2 separate regions of the Mus musculus genome follow, and region 2 is linked to region 1. The links are chromatin contacts, called in public promoter capture Hi-C maps. All regions are on one chromosome and are shown on one strand. Each heading gives the region's core, a stretch centred on a gene start, on an enhancer-like site or on the middle of the called end of the contact. The rest is flanking DNA. Distances are from core to core; before and after follow the strand shown. Region 1 has its middle 6.7 kb from the start of Gm31727. Region 2 holds the start of Rab11fip1 (RAB11 family interacting protein 1 (class I)).

Region 1 (6,380 bases), core at 1,644-4,143:
CATCACGGTGGGGAATCATGGCAGCAGGCGGGTGTGGTAGCTGGAATAGAAAGAAGGTCATATCTTAAACCACAAAGCAGGAAGCAGAAAGAGAGAACTGGAAACTGTAGTGGCTTTCAGACTTCAAAGCCCCACCCCCGTGACGCTATTCTTCCTTCCAGGCCACGCCTCCTGGACCTACTCAAACAGGGCCACCAACTAAGGCTGAAGTACTCAAACTCAGGGGAACATCCTCACTCAAACTACCACATTCACCTCATCTTTCTTGACTTCCTTACCCTGAGCACCACCAGTTACCTCAATATCCTCAGGAATCTTCCAGAACTCCTCCTACTTAGCCAACCAACCATTGTCCTGGCTCCTTTGCTGATATTAATTCTTTATATGTCCCTTAAATACTGTATTTTCAATCTATGTTTCTTCAGTCTGTCTGCATGGTGAAACCTTCTAATGACCTAGCGTTTAAAACACACTCCGATCAACTTTGCATTTTCAAGCCTTGGTCCTGCCTACCTGGCACCCGGGCATCTCAACCTGCTCTAAGCTTAAATCGGCAGTGTTCTACCGTGGCCCGCCACTCATTCCGTATGCCTTATCTTGGTGAGTTATGTAATCAGCTGAAACTTAGGCAGGACCACGTGTTTCTGCTTTCCTCATCCTGACACCTAATCAATCAGTGAACCCTGCCAGCTGTTTCTTGACTATTTGACACATCTGCCCTCCCTTCGCCATCCCTTCCTTACCACCTTAGTTCAGAAGTTACCATCTTTTATTTAGACAAGAGCAGTTAAATTACCATCTGATTTCCTTGCCTATAATATCTCTGGCATCATAGCCTTTAGTCTATCGTTATCTGATACTCCACAGTCAGGATTGCCTTCATAAAGTATAAATCTGACTCAAAGCAAAAACACATATTAATCTTCTGTGGCTAGATAGGGCTTTCGGTGTCCATGATAGTGTGGGACTTCAGTGAAGAGTGAGAAAAGAGACAGCAAGTGACAGTTTGCATCTAGAATGTCTCCAATGGTCATGGATTTTTTTCTTCCCCAGCTTGGCACTATAGGAAAATCAGCTCTAGGAGGTAGGCCTGTTGTGAGCTCTTGGGGTGACTGGTGACAGGTCCATGAAGGGAATTTGTGGGACCCAGGTCTCTTCCTCTCTGTCTACTGTCATTTACTCTGATGTCTGCCTCTCTCTCTCTCTCTCTCTCTCTCTCTCTCTCTCTTCCACCTACTGGTGAAAGAACTTAGTGAGGAAACCCCCACTCAACTCCCAATTCGGCATGCACCCACGAATCACGAACAGAACACAACACCTTGATGTAACAACACGAAGTATTTTAATGGGTAGCTCCGGGTTGAAACGTATCTCACACAAGAGACAATGGATTCAACCACAAGGCTTGGAAGCTAGGGTTTTTTATAGAAAAGGAGTGGGGCTGGGGGAGGAATTGGCGCGGTTTCACATGATTGGTCCATTTAAACATCAGCAGCCTGTAACATTTAACTTAGGTCAGAGGGGTGGGAGATAGGGAGGCGATGGGCCTGCCCGGGCATGTCCTGGTCTGTTCTGCTATGTTCTCAGCCCCAGGTTTCAAAGCTCACAACAACTCTTTGGGCTATTTGACATACATTACATGAATCACAGGTCTCAAGTTTTATTTCTTTTTACTGGGACTAATGGAATATGCTACCATAGTCATCCCTTTACTTGTGGGTTATTGTCATCGTCGTCGTCGTTGTCATCGTCATCATCATCATCGTTTTATGTGTATGGGTGTTTTCCCTACATGTATGCATGTGCACCATGTGCATGCCTGGTGCCTGAGATGATCAGAGGAAGGCATCCCATCCCCTGGCTTTGGTGAACCCTTTTTCTGATATAGCTTCCTCCCGTGATGTACCACAACAGGCCCAAAGCAACAAAGGCAAGTAGCCTAGGCTAGACCTGTTTAAAACTGACCCAAATTAAACATTTTCTCTTTGTAAACTGGTTAGCCTGAATAGTCGGTCTAACCGTGATTAGCTAATGGGGCGTGTAATTGAGAACTTAGAATTCCTCTTCCTCTTCCTCTTTTTCTGGTACCTTATGCTCAGTCATTGTAACATAAGCAAATGTTTAACAACCTGTTTCATAAATAAATAAATATCCCACCCCCCAGAAAACACATGCGTTTGCGCGTGCACACATACACATACTCTAATTTTAAAAAGTGTGCCTGTATCTTTAAAAAGAGTTGACTTTTTTCTTTTATATTTTTTTCAAGGGAAGAGCATGAGGAACCCAGTCCTTCCCCCCACCCCAACCCCCTGAGGTTCTCTCCTCCTTTACACTGTCTCTGTCACCTGGCCTCTATTATGGCAATACCCAATGTGAATAAATGAAACAAGAGCTGAAACATTCCCTAGTCACCTCTAGGCCACTATAACATAATCGTCTAAGTCCCAGCTCATGTCAGAAGACTCGGGGATGAGCACAAACTCCTCTGTGGACCACATTGGTCTCCAGAAAGAGGCAAGCTGGTCAGAGACTCAGGGCAAACTGGTGAGAGACCGGGGTTCTATAGGCAGATGAAGTGAGGTCAATACTCTTAGTAACTGAATGAGAGAATGCCCGTTTTCCATACAGAGGACAGGAAGGCACATGCAGCTGCTCTGACACATGAATTCCCCATTATTCTGTGGATAGAAGATGTGTGCTCCACTTACCTGGAGTCAACCTCCCAGACAGAACTGCTTCTGTTGCAGAAAGCAACACACACACACACACACACACACACACACACACACACACAAAACTGTGTCCAAATGGATTACTCCTGTCTGCACAGGAATGCATGTCATTGTCAACATCAAACACTCCCCGGCTTTGCTCGGGCAGCACCTGCCTTCTTGATGGGCACTTCTGAGCCGTCACTCACAGAAGGCACTTAAACCTGTATGACTTCAAAAGCAAGGTAAAGACAAGCCCCATCCGGCAGGACAAGACGCACCTAATATGATTATGTCTCCTCTCCCTGCTGATAATAGAATTATGCAAAGGCAGCCTTGACCCAGTAAGAATTCTTCCTTCAGAGTCAAATCTCTGCCCTTCTGCTAACTCACAGCCAGCGTTTCCTGTTCAGTATCCCTTTATGCAGCACCTTGTTAGGGTCCCTAACATTTCAGGGAAGACCCAGACAGTTTTCAAGATCCACCCAGGCATGGGGACCTGCTCTAGGCACCACCCCAGATGCCACAAGCACTGGCGTGAAAGAGAGGCATCATTAGCCATCTTTCTGGGGTAGAGAAAAGAAAAGAAAAATAGAGAAGAAACCAGGCTTCTTCTCTAAGCTTACACTCAAGGATCCACTGAGCGAGCCGGAGTGTCAACACCTCTAGTCTCCTGCTTCTATTGTGTTTCACACACAGAAGTCAGCAGAGCTGCTCATTGCCCCAAGCAGAAGAGAGCACTCTCCTCCCTTTCTTCTTTCCCTCTCCCTTCCCCCTTTTCTCTCTCCCTTGTTTTTGTTTTTGTTTTGTTTTTTGGTTTTTCGAGACAGGATTTCTCTGTGTCGCCCTGGCTGTTTTGGAACTCACTTTGTAGACCAGGCTGGCCTCGAACTCAGAAATCCACCTGCCTCTGCCTCCCAAGTGCTGGGATTATAGGCATGTGCCACCACTCCCGGCTTCCTTGTTGTTTTGCTTTGTTTTGTTTTGTTTTGTTTTGTTTTGTTGAGATGAGGTCTCACTACACAGCCCAGGTTAGCCCAAAACTCAGTCATTCTGCTTCTTCCTCCCACAATTTAGGATAATAGGCACATACCACCACCTGGGTAGGACAACGGTTTTCTAATGAGGCTGGAGTTTGGTTATTTAGAGGGTTACTAAAAGGCAGGATTAAAAATAACAATGCAGCCATGTGGCGAGGAAAGAGTTTAGGAAATGTCGGAATAACTTTAAGCAGTAAATTCTATTAACTACTCAACTTTTAATAGGCTGCTCTAAATGCACGGATTAAGAAGGGACCTACTTTCTGAAGAGTCTTTTCAAAGAGCCATATTAATGTTTTTAAACCTCTTAGCGTGTTAATTCCTAGGCAGCAGGCTATGGAGATCTCTTCCGAGTCTCATATTAGAATGTTACTCATCAGGATGCTTAAATGGAGTCGTCTTTCATAAAATAATGGTCTGCTTTTACTCAGAATTGTTTTGTTCTTGTCGATGGTTCAAAACTGCATGGCCCATGTTCTGATAAAAAAAAATAAACAAACTTATAAATTTATATGTGACTTAGTTAAGAGAGGTTTTATAAAACTATTAGAAGATTCCTCGATTATAAAAGTTCACTTTTTTTTCTTTATTCAACTAATAACATCTATTTAAAATTCAGTATCTGTACTATTCTGTGCATTGAGAGTACTGGAGCGACAACAATGTAATACCTTACGGAATGAATCTTTTTACAAAATGTCATTCATAATAAACTGACTTAAAACAGGACCTGTCAAAAAGTCAGGAAAATAATCTGGTTGCGAGGGATGAAGCGGAGGCGAACAAACTCGAGTTGATTAAGCAAGGGGCCGTAAGTAGGTGCACGGGATCTACATTAGAGGCGAAGCTCAGGCTGGATTTGAGCTCAGGGAAGGAACTTTCTGTTGATCAGGTACAACTGAGTACAGAAGGAGAAGAGCATGAACTGAGATGGGGGAGGGCTGGGGCGAAGGAATGTGGACTCCATTGGTCTGTCTCGGTCACGTGACATTTCAGCGGTCACAGCGGTAAAGTCTTTGGATGCGTGGATCTCGGTGTAGAGATGAATTTTGGAGCCATCTACCTCTCGAACGTATTCAAATGTGTAACCTCGGATGAAATTGCTGAGGAGGAACAGTAAGTGTGGAGGGCTCACACTTTTACTCAGCCCTGAGTAAGCTGTTAACTCAGCCCTGTAATGCTGAGAAACCAAGAATCTGGATAGCAGAATGTGTCTAATACGCCTGAGAGTTCTGAGTGGCCACAACGGATAACACAAACTTCGCAGTAAGAAAGGGAGGAATGCGTTTTCCAAGCGCGATGATCACGTAGGTAAAAGTCTACTGAGAGGTTAGTGAAGGTGAGGAAACTCTTCCTCACCCTCGAATGACATGAGCAACGAGTGCTTCTATGGAGCTAGGAGATAGAAAGATCAACTAGGAATTAAGCCATCAACTAGTTAACGTTTTCATTTGAAAATGCTTCTCAAAATAATCTCAGCCAAGTGATATATTCTCAAATATCTCATCTGAGAAGTAGGGAAAATGCTAGCATATCCCTGCGGTCCCCTCTCTCGGTCTTGTCTTATAATGGTAACTTCGCTCTGAACCAACAGTAAGCACCTAAGCTCTGGCCTTAGGAATAGATCCGACACAGGCTACCATGCACTTGTAGGGCAATGCTGGCTGACAGCTTACAAAAACAGCTGGCTGTCCACATCTGTTCTACACCCAGAGACTGAACTGACCACAGGAAGAAAAGCCAAATGGCACCGATAGTGAGCACTCAGACTTACCGTTCTAGGGGATGTAAGCAATCTAGAGATGATTTGAAATGGACAGAGGATGTGAGTAGATGATACACAAGTGCTGTTGTATATAAGGAGCTTGAACATCTCAGATGACTGATTTCCAGTACTCTCGATTGGATGGGAGACAGAAGACAGTGAGGAAGCGGGACAGAAAGAATTTTGACAAAGCAATGGATACAAAGTTTAAAATTTAATGAGTGACAACATCCAAGATTCCAGAGAATGATACAGAGTACTCTCTCTCTCTCTCTCTCTCTCTCTCTCTCTCTCTCTCTCTCTCTCTCACACACACACACACACACACACACACACACACACACACACACGTAAAATTGCTGATAATCAGTTGCTGTTATTTTTTTAATGAAGGTAGCCAGAGGGGGGAACCCCACAGATGCAAACTGAACTCAACAATTACAACAGCCCCCACCCCATCAGACACTCAGAAGACACTCAATAAGCCAAATCTTCAGAGGACTATAACGAAACCAGACAGCCCTGTTAACTTTCCAAGCTGTAATGAAGGTTCCAGCCATTCCCTTAAGGAGAAAACGGGCATAACAGGAAGTGAAGATGTCGAAAGCTTTTATTCAAGAGTGACATAAAGGGGCTGGCTGCATGGCTCAGTGGTTAAGAGCACTGACTGCTCTTACAGAGGACCTGAGTTCAATCCCCAGCACCCACTTGTGGCTCATAACCATCTGTAATGGGATCTGATGCCCTCTTCTGGTGTGACTGAAAACAACTACACTGTACTCATTTAAAAAAAAAAAAAAAAAAAAAGAAAAGAAAAAGAAAAAGAAAAGAATTATATAAATGCCTATGTAAAAACCTCCA
Region 2 (6,380 bases), core at 2,051-4,550, 910 kb before region 1:
TTCGTCAGGTTGACAGAAACCAACCTGCATGCTCCTCAAACCGTCACACAGGAGGCAGTCACAGCCCAGCTAGTGGGCAGGTGCCAAGGCATCTGGACACAAGAGGCTAGAGAGCTATTTACCAAGAGCTGGGTGAATGAATCACTGTACCAGGACGTTTGTCACCACCACACCCTGGAATCTGCAGCAAAGGATGAAAACAGGCAGCCATTATTACCAGGCTCTTCCAGCCCCTCCTCTGGACTGCCTGCCACATCACCCACCTAAAATTCCCAGTGATCATTTTGGATTTAACCCTTCCTGGGGCGGTGGTTGGCAATTTAGGATAGCAGTGATTAGGGTCCCTTTGCTTGTCTGGCTCTTCTCCCCTCCCCCAGCACGGATGAGGAAGCTACTGGCTGGCCTCTACAGATCTGCATTCCTGATGGACCGGAGCTGCCTGGCCGCTGCTTGAGGAGAGGCCCGGGAGCCTTCCTGCTCCCAGCCACGCTTTGGTGCCTTTGCAGGACGACGGCTGCCCTGCCTGTCCAGTCTAACCTGCCCAGCACCTTGTCTGTGTGCTCAGGGTTGACTGAAACTCTCTTCCTCTTTCAGTTGGAACCAGGAGTGGGCGGGGCAGGTGGACCCAGGAGTGGGCGGGGCAGGTGGGAAGAAGTGCAGTTCTTTCACTCCGCCCTGACCTCGGGAGGTATTTACAAACATTCCCAATGGCCCTTTATGGTTGCAGACCTGCCTCTGGGATAGCCAGCTGCCTGGGAGTGGTGGTGCTGTTAGTTGGTGGGCGGCCAGAACCTTCTCAACTGTCTGTCTTGTAGCCTTTGTCACTGTGCCCGTGTATCCCTAGTCAGGTTACAGTGTTGTCAAAGCAGACAGATTCTCACTCAGTCACTGAGTCTTAAAGACAGTGTGACGCCCCCCCCCCCCCCAAAAAAAAAAGAGGAAACAGCCATCTTGTAGGTCCATATCTGGCTGGAAAACACCTTGTTCCTTCTTTATTGACATGTCTGATATCCTCCCCCCGCCCCGCCCCCATCAGTCACCACCCCCATCACTGCTAAGCCCAGCCCCAGGCATCTCAGCGAACCCCAACTGAGAGTCAAAAATATAAAATAAAAAAAGGCCCTGGTGTGTGCTGGTGATGAAGTGGCACTGCCCTCTTCCACCCTGCCATCTCTCTTAGCCAGAGTCTCTGCCTGACAGAAACCCAAACACATGAGGTCACGCACGCTCGTGGTTCTTTCTCGCCCCACCTCCCTCCCTTTATCCCTTCCACGAGAGAAGAGATGCTACCTCTTGCTCATCCAGCTTGGGGTCAATCCTTGCTTGCTTCTCGTGGAAGCAGCACAGAAAATGTGAGTCTGGGCAACATGACCCATGTCTGTAATCCCAGCCCCCAGAGGACAGAGACAGGACAAAGAGACCTTTGAGATCAGCTTGTTCTCTCTCTGTGTGTGTACAAATAGTAAAAATAAATATTTATAAATTTTCAAATTTTATGTATATGGGTGTTTTGCTTGCAGAGGCTAGAAGAGGCTGTCAGATCCTCTGGAGCTATAGTTATGAGCCACCATGTGTGTGCTGGGAATAGAACCTGGGTCATCTGGAAGAGCAACAAGTGCTCTTAACTGCTAAGCTATCTCTCCAACCCCTGTATATATATATATATATAAGTGAGTGTGGAGGGAATCAGAGCTGTAAACTTCCAAAGCCAATTTGGACCCCAGATGTAGAGTTCATCTAGTAGGGCCCATTGGACAAGCAGGACAGCCAGCTGAGTATAGACAGCAAGGATGGGTAAAGTGAAGGCAGATGGGACAGAGAGCAGACAGTCCCCAGGGGGAAATGAAGGCAAATGGCTGTCACTGGCATGCTCTTCACAGGCACCACCACCTCCCAACTGGGCTCAGTTTAAGGATGCCACTGCTCATAGCCTTCCAGTGAGCTTTCTAGCTCGCCAGGTCTAACACTGATGTATAACTCCAAATCCTGGTGTTCATAATCTGTATGACCCAGCCACCTTGGCAGTCCTATTTTCTCCCCCCCCCCCCCCCCCCGCAAGACTGAGAAGCAGGGAGTTAAACAAGTCACCTGTCTTTCAGGCAGCTATGTCAAGTGGAAATCTGTGACAAGCAGTGAGGTAGATAAGGGACAGCTGGGGCCCCAGGGAGAGAAACTCTCTAGGCTGCAGGTTTGTTTACCCAGAAGTCAAGGAAAACAAAGGGGTGGGACCCAAAAAAGGAATGCCTTCAAGAGTCTAAGTGAGAAGTACCGCAGCTGGCGGTAATTCAACACTGCAGGGGTTCCAGAAGTCGGGAAAGCAGTAGGCTGGTCGACCAGAGGGAGCTCAGTGGAGAGGGAGGGGTGTGTGTGTGTGTCTGGAAACCTTTAAAGTGTTGTAGCGCGGGAGGTGTCCTCAGTTCTAGCATGGGAGCCAGGGCACCAGGGCTCTATCCCCAGCTTTAATGTAAGAACTCGGACGTGTCACATCTTTCCTGAACCTTAAGGCTTTCAAAGTTACATTTCCACTCTGAATAACTCACCATCGGAGATTTCAGCCTTTGAAGGATGACCCGAAACACTCAGGGAAGTCACCAATCTGCTAGACACTGACTGGGAACAAGAAAACCGAGTGGGAGGCCAGAGATGGAGCCCAGAGAGGACGCAAGAGGCTTACGTAGGAAGAAATGGGGAACCGAGGGGTTCGGTTTGGCAACCCCGTTTCCAGTTCCCCCTTCTTGCTCTTCCTAACCTAGCCTCACCCTATGTGGTAAGGGCAGAGTAGCACAGGCTAGTCCCTCACCTACCCTCCGCTTCCCCGACACAGTCTCTCACAACATCCCTGGCTCCCCGCCTTCCTCCAGAGCAGTACCCAGGGGACCAGAGCAGGAGAAGCATCCCTGGAGTGGTGTGGTATAACCCAAGCATAGCTACCACTTTCGGAGCCCTTCCCATAGGCATGCAACTATGCTATAAACTTAAATGTATTACTTTCTTTACAGCAATCCAAGGGGTGACTGTCGCCTCGTTTTACGCAAGAAGAAACTGAGGCAAAGTCTCACATCTGCTGCTAGGCGGATCAGGCTTGCTCCTGTTCCCTCATACGGACTCAGACAACTGGGGACCACTTAGTGCATCATTACTTCTCTGATCCAAAACTCTTCAGGCTGCGCCAGCCCACGTGACCTTTAGGTCCCCGCCTTCTCCGCGAGGCCCGCCCCCAGGGCAGGTGGCGCGCGGGCGCAGGGGGCGTGGTGGGGGCGTGGCCGGAAGCATTAAAGCGGCTCGGGAGCCCGGTGGGCGGTCCAGACCGAGGACAGCGGCTACCTTCTGGCTTCCTAGCCTGGTGCCGCGTCTGCCACCATGTCCCTGGCGGCCTCAGCGGGCCGGGGCCCGGGGACCATGTGGTCCCCTACCCACGTGCAGGTGACGGTGCTACAGGCGCGGGGCTTGCGGGCCAAGGGACCCGGGGGCACGAGCGACGCGTACGCGGTGATCCAGGTGGGCAAGGAGAAGTACGCCACGTCGGTGTCGGAGCGCAGCCTGGGCGCGCCCGTGTGGCGCGAGGAAGCCACCTTCGAGCTGCCTCCGCTGCTGTCCTCCGGGGCCGCGCCGGCCGCCGCCGCCACCCTGCAGCTCACCGTCCTGCACCGCGCGTTGCTCGGTCTCGATAAGTTCCTGGGCCGCGCCGAGGTGGACCTGCGGGAGCTGCACCGGGACCAGGGCCGCAGGAAGAAGCAGTGAGTGGCTGCAGGGCGCGGGGAGTCCAGGGGAGGAAGGACGCTCGGGCAGTGCACCTTGGGGGCGAGAGTGGCAGCTACCGCGCTATGGGAGGATGGCCCTTGGCTCCCCCTCGCCCGCAGGCTCACCTAACCCAGCTTCTCTTCGGGCTGTCAGTTTCCAGCTTTCCCAGTTATGGGGGCTTTTGGAAGATAGGAGAACCTTTGAATCCTCAGGGCGCCCTTAGACCGCACAGCACACTAAGCACTAGATGAAGTTTTGGTGAACTGAAATAATATGCAGGTAGGAGAATTCCTATTAGGTGGGGTATCCGCTTTATCTTGCATGGACGCTCCCCTGAGTATTTTGTTGAACTTGAGAGGCTTTGAGCTGAGAACCCTTGGGCCAGGGAGGGTAGCTATTTGGAGTGAAAGCCTAGGGCCCCCAGAGCTGGACGATCCTGGGAGGACAAGAGTGGGGGAAAAAAACCACCAGCCTGGTGATTGCTGATTCTCATGCCCATCTGATTCGACCCCTCGGAATGAACGCTAGAACAGTTTGTTGTTTGTCTGGGATCTGAATTAGTGGTCGATGATTGTTCCAAGATCTGTTACTGACTCAGTAGAAGTGAGTAGAATAGGTTGTTGCTCTTTGGAGTTTGGTAAATTCTGTCTGGTTCTAATTCCTGGTACCGTGGCTACTCACTAGCCTACCTGTGGCCCCTTAATTGAAGGTTCTGACAGGACATCCTAATTTTGCAGAAAAAGTTAGGCAAACTCCAGTTCACGTTAAAGTCTTTTGTTTGTTTGTTTGTTTGTTTGTTTGTTTGTTTCGAGACAGGGTTTCCCTGTGTAGCCCTGGCTGTCCTGGAACTCCCTCTGTAGACCAGGCTGACCTTGAACTCAGAAATCCGCCTGCCTCTGCCTCCTGAGTGCTGGGATTAAAGGCGTGTGCCACCACGCCCGGCCACTTGAAAGTCTTCAGATTATTTTACTTTATTTTATTTTGTTCACTGGTGTTTGCAAAGGGCACTTTAACCAATGGAACCTTTGATTACGGTTATCTCGTGTACCAAAGAGCTTGGATTAGCCTAACTGGGTACTTTGCTTGACCTTATAGATGCCAGCTCTGTTAACAACCAAACCCCCCTGGGCCGAAAAACATATCCTTATGTTCCTTCCTGGTACTTCAGGTACACTGGGCCTTTTAACTTTGTCTTGGGATGGGGCAGGATTCAGAGGAGCTGAATTTTCCAGGCTAGGGTAGGATCTGTTTCAGCAAGCAATGTTTAGAATTGAAATACCTGATGTCGTTTTTGTGGCCACCGATGAATAGGCATTTCTGAACACAGCGTCTTACAAGCCAGACTGTATCTGCGGAAGGGAAGCCGAAGTTAACTTTATTTCCTCTCTGGATTCAATGCCATTTGCAGGGCTTGACTGCCAGCTCTTCATCTCGCCCCATTCCAAGATGGATGTTCACGTCTCTTGTTTAACTGTTTCTTATATGACTATTTCATTCCCCTTGCAAGATAGATTGCATCTCCATGCTGGAGATGGGGGTTTCCCAGTCCTAGGTCTGACGTCCACTAGCCCCTGACTCATAGCTGGGCTCCTCTGGCTCCAAACACCCCAGTTTCCCTATTTATAAATGGAGCATGCTGCTACCCTTAATTGGTGTTTGTAAAGAGTTGCTGCTTCCTGGATTAATGAAGCCAGGGGAAAGGTTCAAAAGGTCCTGCGCTGCTGTGTGAGGGATGAAAACCTCCTTAAGCTCTCTTTCTTCTCTGTATCCCTCTTCCTCATTTTCTCTAAGGTAACCCTACACCTACATGGCCACTCCTGTTTCTGTCACATGAGCTGCTTACCACTCAGTCACAATATTGACTGGCAGTAAGACTGTGTAAGTCTTACAGTATTGACTAAGTACAGTATTGACTAAGTAAGACTGGGCTTACCGGGTGGGTTTTTATAACTGACATCAGATGTCTTTGCTTTGCAAAAAGTAGGTGAAATCTCAAAGTTTCCGACGACTAGGAAGCTAGGGGCTTTCCCAGCTGCTGGGGGAACCCATTCAAACCAAGCCTATTGGATGCCCTTGTGTAACTCCAAGGTGCCCCGGGTAGCTGAGGTGAAGAACACAGGAGAGCTATTAAGTTTTAGCAGAAAGAAACAGGTTTGGCTAGAAAGTCGATTTGAATTAGTTATTAATGGTTTGATTCCACCTTAACGTGTTAGAAATCAGAAACAAAAGCTAAAATCTTGGTCTGCTGTGTTTTTGTGTGTGTCTGACACAACAGTTGCTGGACAGAGGGTGATTTTTCTTAGAGTTTCAGACACTTAAATTTGAGGTCCATTATCACATTAAGAGCCAGCTTCTTAATTGTTCTCTTGATAAGCCCTATATAGCAAGATTTATTTGCAGACAAGGGAACATGCTTTTTATCATGACTCTGAAGTTGCTGACCTCAAATTTAGTGTAATGACACACTTTGAAAGCACCAAGCAGCCTAATATATAGGACAGCCTGCTATATGGGCAGGATCCATTTAATAGCATGGAAGATGTGGCCTTCAGTTAGGAAAAATTAGACAGGAATGAATATTACTCTTTTTTTTATCTGTTAAAGACCTGAGGCTTGCGTGGGTGTTGGTTAAATAGTAG

The links. Promoter capture Hi-C pulls out the DNA fragments that hold promoters and counts their contacts.
Region 2: a promoter capture Hi-C map of pre-B cells shows a contact between it and region 1, with 5 times the contacts expected there. The contact joins the promoter of Rab11fip1 here to the enhancer-like site in region 1. A contact is called at or near these places in 5 of 39 promoter capture datasets (cranial neural crest, embryonic stem cells, hippocampal neurons and 2 more) and 1 of 9 other capture datasets (embryonic stem cells).

Annotation. Positions count from the first base shown.
Region 1 is chr8:26,257,009-26,263,388 of GRCm38.p6, reverse strand. No RefSeq gene overlaps it. Among named protein-coding and RNA genes, the nearest start is that of Gm31727, 6.7 kb to the left of the region's middle. Within about 2 kb of position 2,893, at least 9 of the 459 cell types and tissues checked have an H3K27ac peak or open chromatin away from gene starts, as enhancers often do.
Region 2 is chr8:27,171,566-27,177,945 of GRCm38.p6, reverse strand. It overlaps Rab11fip1 (RAB11 family interacting protein 1 (class I)), which reads left to right and starts at 3,300. Exons shown (of 6, transcript NM_001080813.2): 1 at 3,300-3,737. The coding sequence starts at 3,361.